Linked DNA regions of Mus musculus: region 2 is linked to region 1. Evidence: chromatin contacts called from public promoter capture Hi-C data. All regions are on one chromosome and are shown on one strand. The core of a region is the stretch at or near the end of the contact, and the rest is flanking DNA. Distances in the headings are between cores, read along the strand shown. Region 1 holds the start of F630042J09Rik (RIKEN cDNA F630042J09 gene). Region 2 holds the start of Zfp729a (zinc finger protein 729a).

The links. Capture Hi-C pulls out chosen DNA fragments and counts their contacts.
Region 2: a contact with region 1 is called in a promoter capture Hi-C map of liver, with 3 times the contacts expected there. The contact joins the promoter of Zfp729a here to the promoter of F630042J09Rik in region 1. A contact is called at or near these places in 1 of 39 promoter capture datasets (erythroid cells) and 2 of 9 other capture datasets (adipose tissue and liver).

The regions. Positions count from the first base shown.
Region 1 is chr13:67,275,666-67,282,244 of GRCm38.p6, reverse strand. F630042J09Rik (RIKEN cDNA F630042J09 gene) reads right to left here and starts at 3,651. Exons shown (of 4, transcript NR_033540.1): 1 at 3,500-3,651; 2 at 1,720-3,111; 3 at 1,049-1,273; 4 at 1-278. It also overlaps a transcript of Zfp458 not described here.
Region 2 is chr13:67,635,372-67,642,633 of GRCm38.p6, reverse strand. Zfp729a (zinc finger protein 729a) reads left to right here and starts at 4,853. Exons shown (of 4, transcript NM_183146.4): 1 at 4,853-4,987. The coding sequence starts at 4,952. It also overlaps the pseudogene Gm46439.

The sequences.
Region 1 (6,579 bases), core at 2,402-4,901:
GTTCCAGGTCTCCCGTGTTTCAGGATACTCTTCCATCAGAACAATGCCCCACATCAGAACTGTTTAGTTCCAGGGCTTCTGTGTTTCAGGTTACCCTTCCATTAGGATTCTGTCCCACCAGAGAACTGTGTGGATCCCTGGCTCCCAAGTCACAGGACCCCTTCCCATCTGAGAAGGAATACCAACATACAGTCTCTGGACACAGTGAGTATGGGCTCTGGCCTCTATGGCCGGTAAGATTTCTGCCAATGGCCAGGTCCAGCAACAAGGTTCAGGTCCTAAGACAGGAAAGGTACATTGGCACAAATGAAGACACTGATCACCTGTTGACTTTCAAGCAAGTGGTCCCAAATAGCTTGAGCCATCTTTATCCAATCACAATCCTGCTCACTCAAGCAGTGACATGATTGGTTATTTATTAAATCATTACATTAGCTTTATAAAAACCCCATCATTACAAAAATCGCTCACTAGTTCCACTTCCTGCTTCCTGCTGGCCCAAAATGACTAGCTAGGCATGCCCTAGACGCATGAGCACATACCCAGAGGGTAGCAAAGGTGGTTACACAGTCATGCAAGGTGAGAGACAGATTAAACATTTGGGGGTATATGTCCAGTTATCACATATCACCCCTGTGTCACAATACTCTAATACTTTTTAATTGTAGAAAGACACTCATTGTTCTCAGCGACCTTTCCTGATAAGCGCCTATCAATTCCTGAGATCATCTTTCCAGGAACCGCGTTTAATTTCTGTAGATGATGCATAGCTGTAGCAGTGAATTGTTAATCTGCTTTGGCTCCAGGCAGGTTGCCCGTGCGTTGCACCTGCCCAAGAGCTCTGGATTCGAAAATGAAACACACATACACACACACCAGCTAATTTTATATTAATGGGTCACTTCTAAACCTCCCCAGGGCTATCACAGACTCCCCTCCAGTATTCCATGCTTCACACTTTCTAAATCTATATTTTATCTTTGTTGCCCTGTGACCTTCTGAGCAGTCCACCCACCCACCTATAGGGCTGCTTTCCCTTTCCACTTACATTGCTGGATGACTTCTCTCTTGCAGCTCTTACATCTGATCCTTCTGCCCCCGAGCCATGGCAATTCTCTTCTCCTCCTTCTACCTCAGTTTTTACCTATGCAATCTAAAACTCCTGCTTGTTTCACCATGCCAAGCCAGTCACCTTTGGCCACTTTATTCCCAATCAAAGCCAACTGGGGGCAGGCTTCCTTTAGAGCCCGAACATGCAAATTCTCACGTGATTCTGGGAGTTGAATAAGACAAAGTATTAGAACCAATTCTCATCACATAGCTACCTCAGTTTAGGTCTCTGCTGATCAGACATAGATTCCTCAGAACAGGCAAGCAGAGTCTACTGCTCTCCACAACCACCAGAGGCTTACTCAGTGTGACTGTGGCTATTGCTCCAGCAATACAATTATGTGTCCCAAAATACCCAGGATTAATGGTCACATCTGGAGAATCTATACAGGCAGAGAGAAGAGAGGAGGCTTTCTCAACACAATTGAGAAAAACAGAATCATACACAAGGCTTTTAGCATGAATGATCCCGCTCTCGCCTCTGACCAACAAACTAAAATTAAATATAGCTATGAGTATCGACAGCATGGCAAAAGTAAAGAGAGGATTGTAGTACATGAAACCTATGGAATATACATAGAGGCCACCAAATTCCCCACAGATCCTCACCAAGTGGAAAGGGGTTTCCGTGGGCCTTGCCAAAGCAGAGTCCCAAAGCATTCGTACCATATACTGTTCCATGCAGGTGCTGCGTCTCCGCCGCCAGATCTCCTGAGGTCTCCGAAAGGTAAAGAAATGCAGACCAGAAGCCCCACTCCTGCCAAGAATGCAGCTCTTGCTCAGGAGGCTCCTGCAGTCACCACAGGCAGGTGGACAAGTCCTGCCTCCCTTACCTCAGGATGTGAGCACAAGAAAGCAGCAACAGTAGTCCAGTCTGCTCACCTTGCACGGGGTTCCTTTAAGGTAACAGCACACTTAGCAAACATCCAACAAATGTGTTTGAGCTCACGAGTATAAATAAGTGAGAAAAGCAATTGCGTGCTGGTTAATTTTTTCAACAATCGCTGCTGTTGGGATAGCAGAATGGATAATGAGTTTCAAAAGAGTGTCAAGTGAAGTGGAAACTTAAGGGTTCTTTGGAAAGTCAGTTGTGTCACATGGGGGTTTGCTGGGGCAAACATGTGAGGGAGTGTTTTCCTGAAGCAGACACAGGTGAGAGGACATTTTGCTAAAGCAGACACATGAAAGAACATTTCGCTGAAGCAGACATTTGTCAGGACTCCACAGAGAGAAATACACCAAAAAACTTGTGCTCCTGGGGCTGGAGAGATGGCTTAGTGGTTAAGAGCATTGTCTGCTCTTCCAAAGATTCTGAGTTCAATTCCCAACAACCACATTGTGGCTCACAACAACCATTTGTAGTGGGATCCAATGTCCTCTTCAGGTATCAGAAGAGAGCAACAGTGTATTCACAGGCATAAAATAAATATTTTTTAAAAAAAAGAAAAGAAAAAAATAAAAACTGCTGCTGCCATGCTGCAGTTTCTTGTGGCTTCCACAGACTCAGGCTGATTGACAAAGTGATGTAAGCTGAGACAGACCCACGCACTGAGGCAAGACATGTGCTGTGGCAAGACCCATGGAGGACTCAGGATATTTGGAGGGAGTGTAAATAGGACTGGCTGGACAGTGAAGGTTGGCTTGCTGCTGCAGCCGGCTGTACAGTGCTTGTTGGTCTCAAGTCTTCAAGGATCCCAGCTTTGCTGAGAGAGGCACAGCAGAGAACTTCTGGCATACCTCCTGGGCCCTCGTGCTGATTTGGCTGAGGCCTAGCTGTTCCTGCCACTGCTGCTGATTTGAGTTTACTATCCCGACACCACCAAACTGGACTTCTGGTGTATCCAGGAAGTGTTTGCAAGTGGACTGAGCTGCTGCTGCCGAACTATCAACTGGACTGCTGATTTCCTGAAAATGCAAACAGGAGTTGCTCCAAAGAACCTTTCTTCACAGGTCCACTTGCCCCACATCATCTTTTTCTCACTGCCTCTGGTGGGTGGTGTGCTAGAAGGGAGGGTAAAGTGGTTAAGGACCATCCCTAAAAGTAGACTTTGAAAAGAAAGTAAAGTTACAGTCAAGTGTCCTTAAGTTGAAAGGCCACTAAGTATGGGGCTGGACAAATGTTTTGTAAGTTTGTGAGAATTTTGGTGCCATGTCAAACAAGACATTTTCAGTGAGCGTGAGAACCAAAGAGGCATCAAGAGCCGCTGGGAGTTAAAAGAAATCAATGACTCTTAAGATGATTTTCCTTCCCACATTAGTGTATTACTTGCATATTTTAAAGTACAACCGAGTCAGCGTGATTTCTTCAGGCTGTAATAAGATTAAAATTACAACATACAGACCAGAAAGGACTTGTAAGCCTAACATTTCTGTCACAGGCTCAACTTACATTCACATAGCTCCTGTTGTGGATCTGACGGTGAACACGAGCCTGACTCCCATTGGCTCTCCTCCAGCCTCTGCATCTTTCTCCCATACTCTACTGTGGGATTCCAGAAACAAATTCAGCAACAGTAGCAATCACCCTACCTGAGTTCCAGGAATTCCTTCGCACAGACTTCTGGGAGATGTAGTCTGGATACTGTGACGTCACAGAGAACCATCTAGGAAATCCTCATAAGGCTTTTGGTTTGCGCATGAGTCTTTCTCAAAATCGGGCAAGAGTCCCGCCCTGCTGTACATTCCTGTTGTGTCTCTAACACAGAGGTTGGTCCAGGAAAGCAGCACGGCCTAAAGGTCTATGGGGGTGAGGGGTGGGGGTGGGGGGTGCACCTAGAAGAAAGCAGAGCAGTGCAGGGAGGGGGGGCTGTGTATATAGTTAAAAACTTAAAGGTACCTTACTGAGGTAGCAGTTTTATACCTTAGCTCCTCTCTCTCTCTCTCTCTCTCTCTCTCTCTCTCTCTCTCTCTCTCTCTCTCTCTCTTTCTTCTTCTTCTTCTTCTTCTTCTTCTTCTTCTTCTTCTTCTTCTTCTTCTTCTTCTTCTTCTTCCTCTTCTTCTTCTTCTTTTTCTTCTTCTTCTTCTTTTTGGTATACATATTAGTTAATTTTAAAGGATAAATATTACATATGGGAGTTTCTTTTTTCTCCCTCTCTTTTTTTATTAATCATTTTATTTGTTTACATTTCAAATGATAGCCCCATTCCAGTTTCCCTTTTGCAAAACCTCCATCCCCAACCTCCCTCCCCTTTGCCTCTATGACTTTCTTCTTTGCTCTAATATTTTGACGATCTAAACAGGTGTTGTACTTCTTTTTTTTTCCATTTTTTATTAGGTATTTAACTCATTTACATTTCCAATGCTATACCAAAAGTCCCCCATATCCACCCACCCCCACTCCCCTGCCCACCCACTCCCCCTTTTTGGCCCTGGTGTTCCCCTGTACTGGGGCATATAAAGTTTGCAAGTCCAATGGGCCTCTCTTTCCAGTGATGGCCGACTAGGCCATCTTTTGATATATATGCAGCTAGAGTCAAGAGCTCCGGGGTACTGGTTAGTTCATAATGTTGTTCCACCTATAGGGTTGCAGCTCCCTTTAGCTCCTTGGCTACTTTCTCTAGCTCCTCCATTGGGAGCCCTATGGTCCATCCATTAGCTGACTGTGAGCATCCACTTCTGTGTTTGCTAGGCCCCGGCATAGTCTCACAAGAGACAGCTACATCTGGGTCCTTTCAATAAAATCTTGCTAGTGTATGCAATGGTGTCAGCGTTTGGATGCTGATTATGGGGTGGATCCCTGGATATGGCAGTCTCTACATGGTCCATCCTTTCATCTCAGCTCCAAACTTTGTCTCTGTAACTCCTTCCATGGGTGTTTTGTTCCCAAATCTAAGGAGGGGCATAGTGTCCACACTTCAGTCTTCATTCTTTTTGAGTTTCATGTGTTTAGCAAATTATATCTTATATCTTGGGTATCCTAGGTTTGGGGCTAATATCCACTTATCAGTGAATACATATTGTGTGAGTTTCTTTGTGAATGTGTTACCTCACTCAGGATGATGCCCTCCAGGTCCATCCATTCGGCTAGGAATTTCATAAATTCATTCTTTTTAATAGCTGAGTAGTACTCCATTGTGTAGATGTACCACATTTTCTGTATCCATTCCTCTGTTGAGGGGCATCTAGGTTCTTTCCAGCTTCTGGCTATTATAAATAAGGCTGCTATGAACATAGTGGAGCATGTGTCCTTCTTACCTGTTGGGGCATCTTCTGGATATATGCCCAGGAGAGGTATTGCTGGATCCTCCGGTAGTACTATGTCCAATTTTCTGAGGAACCGCCAGACTGATTTCCAGAGTGGTTGTACAAGCCTGCACTCCCACCAACAATGGAGGAGTGTTCCTCTTTCTCCACATCCACGCCAGCATCTGCTGTCACCTGAATTTTTGATCTTAGCCATTCTGACTGGTGTGAGGTGGAATCTCAGGGTTGTTTTGATTTGCATTTCCCTGATGATTAAGGATGTTGAACATTTTTTCAAGTGCTTCTCTGCCATTCGGTATTCCTCAGGTGAGAATTCTTTGTTCAGTTCTGAGCCCCATTTTTAATGGGGTTATTTGATTTTCTGAAGTCCACCTTCTTGAGTTCTTTATATATGTTGGATATTAGTCCCCTATCTGATTTAGGATAGGTAAAGATCCTTTCCCAATCTGTTGGTGGTCTTTTTGTCTTATTGACGGTGTCTTTTGCCTTGCAGAAACTTTGGAGTTTCATTAGGTCCCATTTGTCAATTCTCGATCTTACAGCACAAGCCATTGCTGTTCTGTTCAGGAATTTTTCCCCTGTGCCCATATCTTCAAGGCTTTTCCCCACTTTCTCCTCTATAAGTTTCAGTGTCTCTGGTTTTATGTGAAGATCCTTGATCCACTTAGATTTGACCTTAGTACAAGGAGATAAGTATGGATCGATTCGCATTCTTCTACACGATAACAACCAGTTGTGCCAGCACCAATTGTTGAAAATGCTGTCTTTCTTCCACTGGATGGTTTTAGCTCCCTTGTCGAAGATCAAGTGACCATAGGTGTGTGGGTTCATTTCTGGGTCTTCAATTCTATTCCATTGGTCTACTTGTCTGTCTCTATACCAGTACCATGCAGTTTTTATCACAATTGCTCTGTAGTAAAGCTTTAGGTCTGGCATGGTGATTCCGCCAGAAGTTCTTTTATCCTTGAGAAGACTTTTTGCTATCCTAGGTTTTTTGTTATTCCAGACAAATTTGCAAATTGCTCCTTCCAATTCGTTGAAGAATTGAGTTGGAATTTTGATGGGGATTGCATTGAATCTGTAGATTGCTTTTGGCAAGATAGCCATTTTTACAATGTTGATCCTGCCAATCCATGAGCATGGGAGATCTTTCCATCTTCTGAGATCTTCCTTAATTTCTTTCTTCAGAGATTTGAAGTTTTTATCATACAGATCTTTCACTTCCTTAGTTAGAGTCACGCCGAGATATTTTATATTATTTGTGAC
Region 2 (7,262 bases), core at 3,604-6,103, 360 kb before region 1:
ACTTTTACTGACAAATTTTGTCCTCTAGCCCTAACGTCCGTCCAATGGTCCTTAGTTAAAGATAAAGGAGTAGACACGGTCTGTCCCATAGTGAAGAATAAGAGTAAACACAACACAATGACAGAGACGGAAAACACTAAGACATCCAAGCACACTCGTCTGCGTCTGGACTTACACAACCAGCCAAACGCTACCTCTGATGGAGTGGGATTCCGCTCCACTCCTCTGGCAGGAAGAGCACTCACTCTTCTTCACTCTGCCAGACAACAGCCAGGTCCTCCTGACTGTTCCGTACCCCGGGCACTCCAGGGTCTCCCTCGGAATGTCTTCCAAGGGTGCAGCCTGTGGGGAAATAGACCGTCGTCTTCCCACAGCCACTAGGGTCCTTACGGTCCGCAGTGGCAGCTGCCAGAATACAGAATACCAGAACTGGTAACACAGGTGGGGCTCAAACCCACAATCTCAGAACTGAAAAACTAAGACACAAATTCAGCAGTGCCACACTTAGACACTTAGACAACAGACAACATAACAAGACTCACACAAACAAACGCACCTCCAAGGGGTCCTTCGGGGTTCCTGGGTGTCACGCAGATCTCGGTGGAACCTCCAAATGAAAGAACTCAGTGGGGAAACCCCCACTCAGCTCCCGATTCGGCGTGCACCCAAGAATCACGAATAGAACACAACACCTTGATGTAACAACAAGAGGTTTTTAATGGCGGAGCTCCGGGTAGAAACGTATCTCACATAACAGGAGACAGTGGATTCGACCAAGAGGCTTGGAAGCTAGGGGGTTTTATAGAAAAGGAGTGGGGCTGGGGGAGGAATTGGCGCGGTTTCACATGATTGGTCCATTTAAACATCAGCAGCCTGTAACATTTAACTTAGGTCAGAGGGGTGGGAGCTAGGGAGGCGATGGGCTTGCCCGGGCATGTCCTGGTCTGTTCTGCTATGTTCTCAGCCCCAGGTTTCAAAGCTCAGAAACAACTCTTTGGGCTATTTAACATACATTACATGAATTACAGTTTTATTTCCTTTCAGATGCAACAAATTGACAGGAACCAAACATAAGATTATTAAGGAAAGAGCAGAGAGTGTAAGAGAGACAGGAGGACGGACTGATTGATAAACACATAGGAAATAGGAAGAGGGACATTATTTTTGGAGGAGGTTGTTTAAAAAGGCATGAGAGAAAGAGGATTCCTTCTGAGATAAATCAGCTGAGAAAGAATGTCAGCAAGGTGCTTTCTCTGCCTCGCTGAGATATCAGGCTTTCGCCCTGGCATCTGACTCCCAAGTGTTCATTGGTAAAATCAAACAATTGAGATTTTGTTAAAACAACAATTAGCTAAGGCCCACAATTGGATTGGATGTAAGAGGTGGGGATTTATTTCAAATTTTACAAGGTGATGCAAACTTAAGTACTCCATGAAAATTATCTGCTGAATCTAAAAAATAATTGACTCTGGTAGAAAAGAGATATAGGATGACTGCTTGAATCCCAAACTAGATTGTGTTATTTTTGGCTTCTTTCATTCCCTCACAGGAATTCTCATATATAGAAAAGATAATATATTAGAATAGATATTTCAAACACATAAACAGAGCAAAAAGTTACAAACATATACAGAAAATTTTTTAATTTGATTATGAGAGGGAGAATAACACTTCATCAATTACCAAGAATAAACCCATCATAGATTGCAGTGCCTTACACTAATGCTGAAGTTATCACATTATAGGTAATCAATAAGGATTGGCAAGGAACTTGCAATAATTTTGGGGGGGAAGAAATTAACAAAAAAAACCCCACAAAAGCAAAAACAACAACAAACCACACACACACACACACAGACTAATTGGATTCTTCCTCAGTTATTGAGATGAACAATATTTTCGAAAGCTCCTACCTTTTACACAGATGGCAATAAATCAGGAGAAGCAGGTTATAAATCAGAAAACATAAGTAACATAATTCAGAGTCAGAAGTCAAATCAGAACTCTCATGTTTATATCAGATTTTTCTAAACCTCTTAATATAGTTCTCAATATGCAGAGAAACTTCTTTTGCATATAAAAACTTATTTCAGATGATTCTGAATAAAGACTGTTATTTAGACAATGGTAACTAATTGTCTTAGTCAGGGTTTCTATTCCTGCACAAACATCTTGACCAAGAAACAAGTTGGGGAGGAAAGGGTTTATTCAGTTTACACCTCCACACTTCTGTTCATCACCAAAGGAAGTGAGGACTGGAACTCAAGCAGGCCAAGAAGCAGGAGCTGATGCAGAGGCCATGGAGGGATGTTTCTTATTGGCTTGCCTCCACTGGCTTGCTCAGCTTTCTTTCTTTCTTTCTTTTCTTTTTTTTTCTGATAAGAGTCTTTAATATTCCCTCTGAAATTTCACAAGCCAGGCCTCCATCTTCTGCACTCTTCTTAACATTATTTTCCAAGCTCCTATAGAACATACCACAGAGCACTTAACACAAAATGGATCTTCTAGCGAAAAGTTCCAAAATCTTTCCACAGTCCTCCCCAAAACATAGTCAGGTTGTCAAATGAATACCCCATTCCTAGTACCAAATTATCTTAGTCATGGTTTCTATCCCTGCACAAACATCATGACCAAGAAGCAAGTTGGGGAGGAAAGGGTTTATTAGCCTTGCTTCTGAAAGGTTTCACAAATCTGGTAATGAATTACATGGCCATCGGACTGGTTGATTTTGTGTCAAATTGACACAAGCTAGAGTTATCACAGTCTATATCTTTTTATTGAAAACATAATCTTGTCTATTTCCTGAGGAACTGATTCTAATCTTTAGTGGTTTGATTATTGTATAACAAGGAGACACTGATAGTTTGAATATGCTTGGTCCATGGGAAGTTGTACTGTTAGGAGGTATGGCCTGATTTGAGGTATAGTCTTTCTACAGGAAGCATGTCAGGAGGTGTTGTTTGGATAACTCATATATGTGGTTGAGTCTGGCCAGTGTGACCCAGAGCCTCTTCCTTGCTGTATGCAGAAGACAGACCCCCTTCTGCTGCCTGCAGATAAAAATGTAGACCTCTCATTTCTGCCTAAACCTTACCATGCTTTCTACCATGATGATATTGAACTGACTCTCTGAAAATGTAAGCCAGTTCCAATTAAATGTTTTCTTTCATAAGGGCTTATCCCTAACTAGCTTACAAGTAAAAGAGGTTCAGACTCGAGGTTATTTCATCTGGCTTTGACAAGTACTGGGGTTCAACCCCTAATTTACTCTTCCTCTAACTGCTTTCTTGGCTACCTTCCCAGTGGTGTACTTCAGATACTTAATGTTTCTCCCAGCCATGTACACCCCCCCCCCATGGCAGCTCATCCTCTTCACCCATTCTTCCTCCTTTTCCTGGCCTCTTTTCCTTCTCTCTCTTCTCCACCCCATACCACCTAACTCAAAAGCCACCTACTTCTAGTCCTTCCAGTAATAGGCTGTACCAAATTTGATTTAACTAATAGTTTTCAATCAAGGAACAAGGTTTGCACAACAGAACCTTTTAAATGTGAGAGGTCCATGGTAAGCTTAGACCTTCAGATATAAAATTTAGTATTACAATACATAGCAACATACCAAACCTCAACACATACACATATTGGAAAACTAACTATGCTCAGAAATGTTAAGTCCTTCTGGTTGTTGGCAATGCCCTTCACTACAGCCATCAGGGGGATGACAGACCACTCATGACCTCATTCTAAACAGACATGCCAATCAAATGTCCAGGTGAATGTACTGCTTGTTGACTCTAGTTTTTCTAAGTTAAGGAATCTGTTCTGATCCCTAGGCAAACACACTCCCTAGAGAAGAAAAATTGGAATGGGATTTTGCACAGTCTCTGCTCTGAAACAGCTTGGCTTTGAATTATTGTGCCTCAGGGAAGTATGAAGACTTTTCTGTAATGCCATTTGTAGCTTTAACTCAAGCATGAACTACACAGGAATAAACCTTCCCACGAAAAGATGGGAATTCTCCATACTCCAAGTTTCCAGTCTAACTTCTTTAATACATCGACCTCATTTTACAGTGATATGAACATATTTCTGATACCTTTGAATTCCAGGAGGAACTATCTCGGTGTTCTGTTTAGGAGAAGTGAGGGAAGTGCAAGGCAGCTACCAGTAATGTTCAAGTATTATCAAATGTGAATGATGACAGGATCAGTGGAGACAGGAAAATCAATAAGGAACATCAAACCAAACACAGAGGGAAATTGAAGAGCCAGTACACACACCATTGTGATCCAAGGAGCTCTGCCCCTCCTCTTGGGAGAGATTCAGAGGAGGAAAGCAAGTGCTCAGAAAACACTTCGTGGTGACTCAGTTTGATTTCTAATTCTGTCTTCAGCACCTGGGATGGTTTTGATAGCATATTAAAGAGATAATGCCCACTCCTACATTAACTTCCTGCTTTCATATTTTAAATAAACAATGAAAGCATGAATTTTCCATTCGGTAGTAATATTCCATAAGTAAATCTGTGCTTTAAAAAACCAAGGGGAAAAAAAAAAAAGAAAGAAAGATCGAAGCTTTAATCTCACAATGTTTTAGCAGAGATAACAAGGAAATGTGATAAACATTACTGTGAAACTCAGCTCACAGGCTAACATCGCTTGCTGTAACCAAAGACTTTTTTAAAAGCCCACTTTCCCTGTGGCTGCCCATGTGCTGCAGCTTAGTTCTTTCCAACTTCAGCTGCCCACAGCTGGACCGCAAGGCAGGCAATGCACAAGACATCTTAGGTGGGGTCCCTGTAAGTCCTTCCAACTGACTTGTGGGAAGTGTAGTCCTGGTTCCTGTTTCGTCATTAGAAAGGGCCATCGGACTCGAACTTCCTTATTCTTCCTTCAAACTTCACTCCTCAAATGTATGCAGTTGTCCTGCTCAGCGCTGCATCTGGATTTCTGAGATGGAGTTCGGTGCAGGGACCAGCGCCTTCTTTCAGGTCTGAGGGGCTGTGCAGGGTGGCAGGTAGGGCACGGAGGGAGCTGGCTCGGGCTTGTTGAGAGGCAGGAAGCTGCTGACCTGGAGATGCTGTGCTGACCTAAGCTGGGCCGCTGCGCCTGGGCACGGGTTTGAAGGGGAGAAGGTTGAAAACAACAGGATGGCAAGGGCAGGCTGGGTCTGCTGACTGCCTGTTCCCGAGATGCTGACGGGAGCGCACTCATCATTACCTAGCTGACCCGTTCTCACGTGACTGTAGTCAGATTCTCAGGGCATACAGAGCACTTGGACTTGTAGCGCCCTCTGTATGTTATGTCCTGGAGACTACTCCTGGTTTGAGCTCAAACAGCTTCCTAAAGTTCCTAGTGTCCAAGGAGCAAGAATCCTGTGAGGGAGGGCAAACTGTTGTGTGGGATGTTAGTTCCTGTTCCTTTGGAATGAATTGTTAGACTCACGGATGCCCTGATTCAAATCACATTTTCTGATAGACACCTTTGTGACCTGAATGCGACAATACATGGCTATAAAACCACAAAATAATCTTGTAGTTGGTATGAACCAGTGTTTGCACAATCCAAATAAATAGGATTTTACACTAAAGATTAAAAATCACTAGACAATAATACCTCAACAGTTCTGAGTATGTGTTGTGTCCAAAATTTTGACTCCTTTTCAGATGTGAGAGACGACTTGGGGTGATGAGAGATCACAGGGTGGCACTGGAAAGTCTGAAAGGGAAGGGGGAAATGCCTCTGCTCATCTGCCAGGCTCTGTGCATTGCTTTCTAATCTGCCAGACTCTGTACATTGTTGTCTCTTCACGTGCTTTTCTTCCTAGAGTTCACGTTATCAGCAGTGTCTGAACTCTTTTAAATTTTCTTTTGTCCCTCAATGTGACATTCAGGTTTAGTGACACACCCTTAATAGTTTTAGAAAGAATTCTCCAATTTTTTCAACTGTATTTGAAAAGCTGTAAGATAGGGAAGGAGAGATGGCTTATTGGTTAAGAGCATGCCTATTCTTCCAAAGGTCCTGAGTTTAATTCCAGCAACCACTTGTTGGCTCCCAACCGTCTATTATTGGATCTGATGTTCTCTTCTGGTATGTCAGCAAAAGAATGCTCATATAAATAAATAAATAAATATTTTGAAAAGTTGTAATATAAATTTCAAAAGCCGTGGCACTCTTGGGGTCTTATGATTTACACATAGTAGGTTTATGTTCATGTAAAAATGCACAGTTCTCCTCTTAAAGGGCTAAGAGAATTGTTTAGTCCACAGCTATTTGAGTAGCCATGATCTAAGAACATAGATTTAGTTTAAACCAAATTCCATACTCCAACATGGAACCAGTTTCATGGTTGTACAGAACAAATAATGTCATTGACCAAGGAAAATTTGAAATACATTGGTGTGAGTCTGATAGAGGCATGCACTATGAGACATTGGAGATATTTTCAATGTCTAAGATACCATCTGATGAGATTTTAGCTTTTGGATTGATAGAAGCTCATGTTCTGCCTAGTCAGTGGATTCTGGGAGGTTTTTATCTATTGTCACAAGCTGTGTGGCCGACTACAGAGTGAGGCAAGGACTGACCCTGAAGGTAAAACCAGCCCAAGGTAAGACAGCTAACCCTAAACCTGCAGAATTCCAGGCTCTGCCTCTCAGTGAACTTCCACGTGGGCCATCAGACTCTGCACCCACAGACTCCTTACAAGAGTTTTGCATTCACAGAATACACACAGGTTTTTTTGTCTGTTTGGTTTTTTGTTTTTGTTTTTTGTTTTCAGGATTTCTCCTCCACAGCCCCTCCCCTATCTCAGGGGATCTTGCTTATATTATCACTCTTCAGTCAAACCAAGTGTTTGTGAGCCAGAGCTGGAGCCTGACTTACAGCATTCAAGTCTACTGTCAGGAAGCATGGGCTTCAGACCACCTTGTCCTAGCTACTGGAATTTTCAATGAGTTTGCAACCACATCTAGAATAAATAAACATTTCCTAGTTAATGATGCTAATCGGTAGGGAAAATATAACAGTATATGAAGTCGGGAATCACATGCTACCTTGTACACCAAAACACATTCATTACAACATAGAGAGGGTACAGCAGGGTGCTCATATATAAACTTACAGACACCAAATAGTCGTATATTTTCTATTAATCAGCCCTATGATAGACAAGTGAGCTAAAGCCTATTGTGTCATTCATCTCTGTGTTTTGGGGGAGGAATCAGGAATCCTGGAGTTCAAAGTCATCCTTTCCTTCATAGCCAA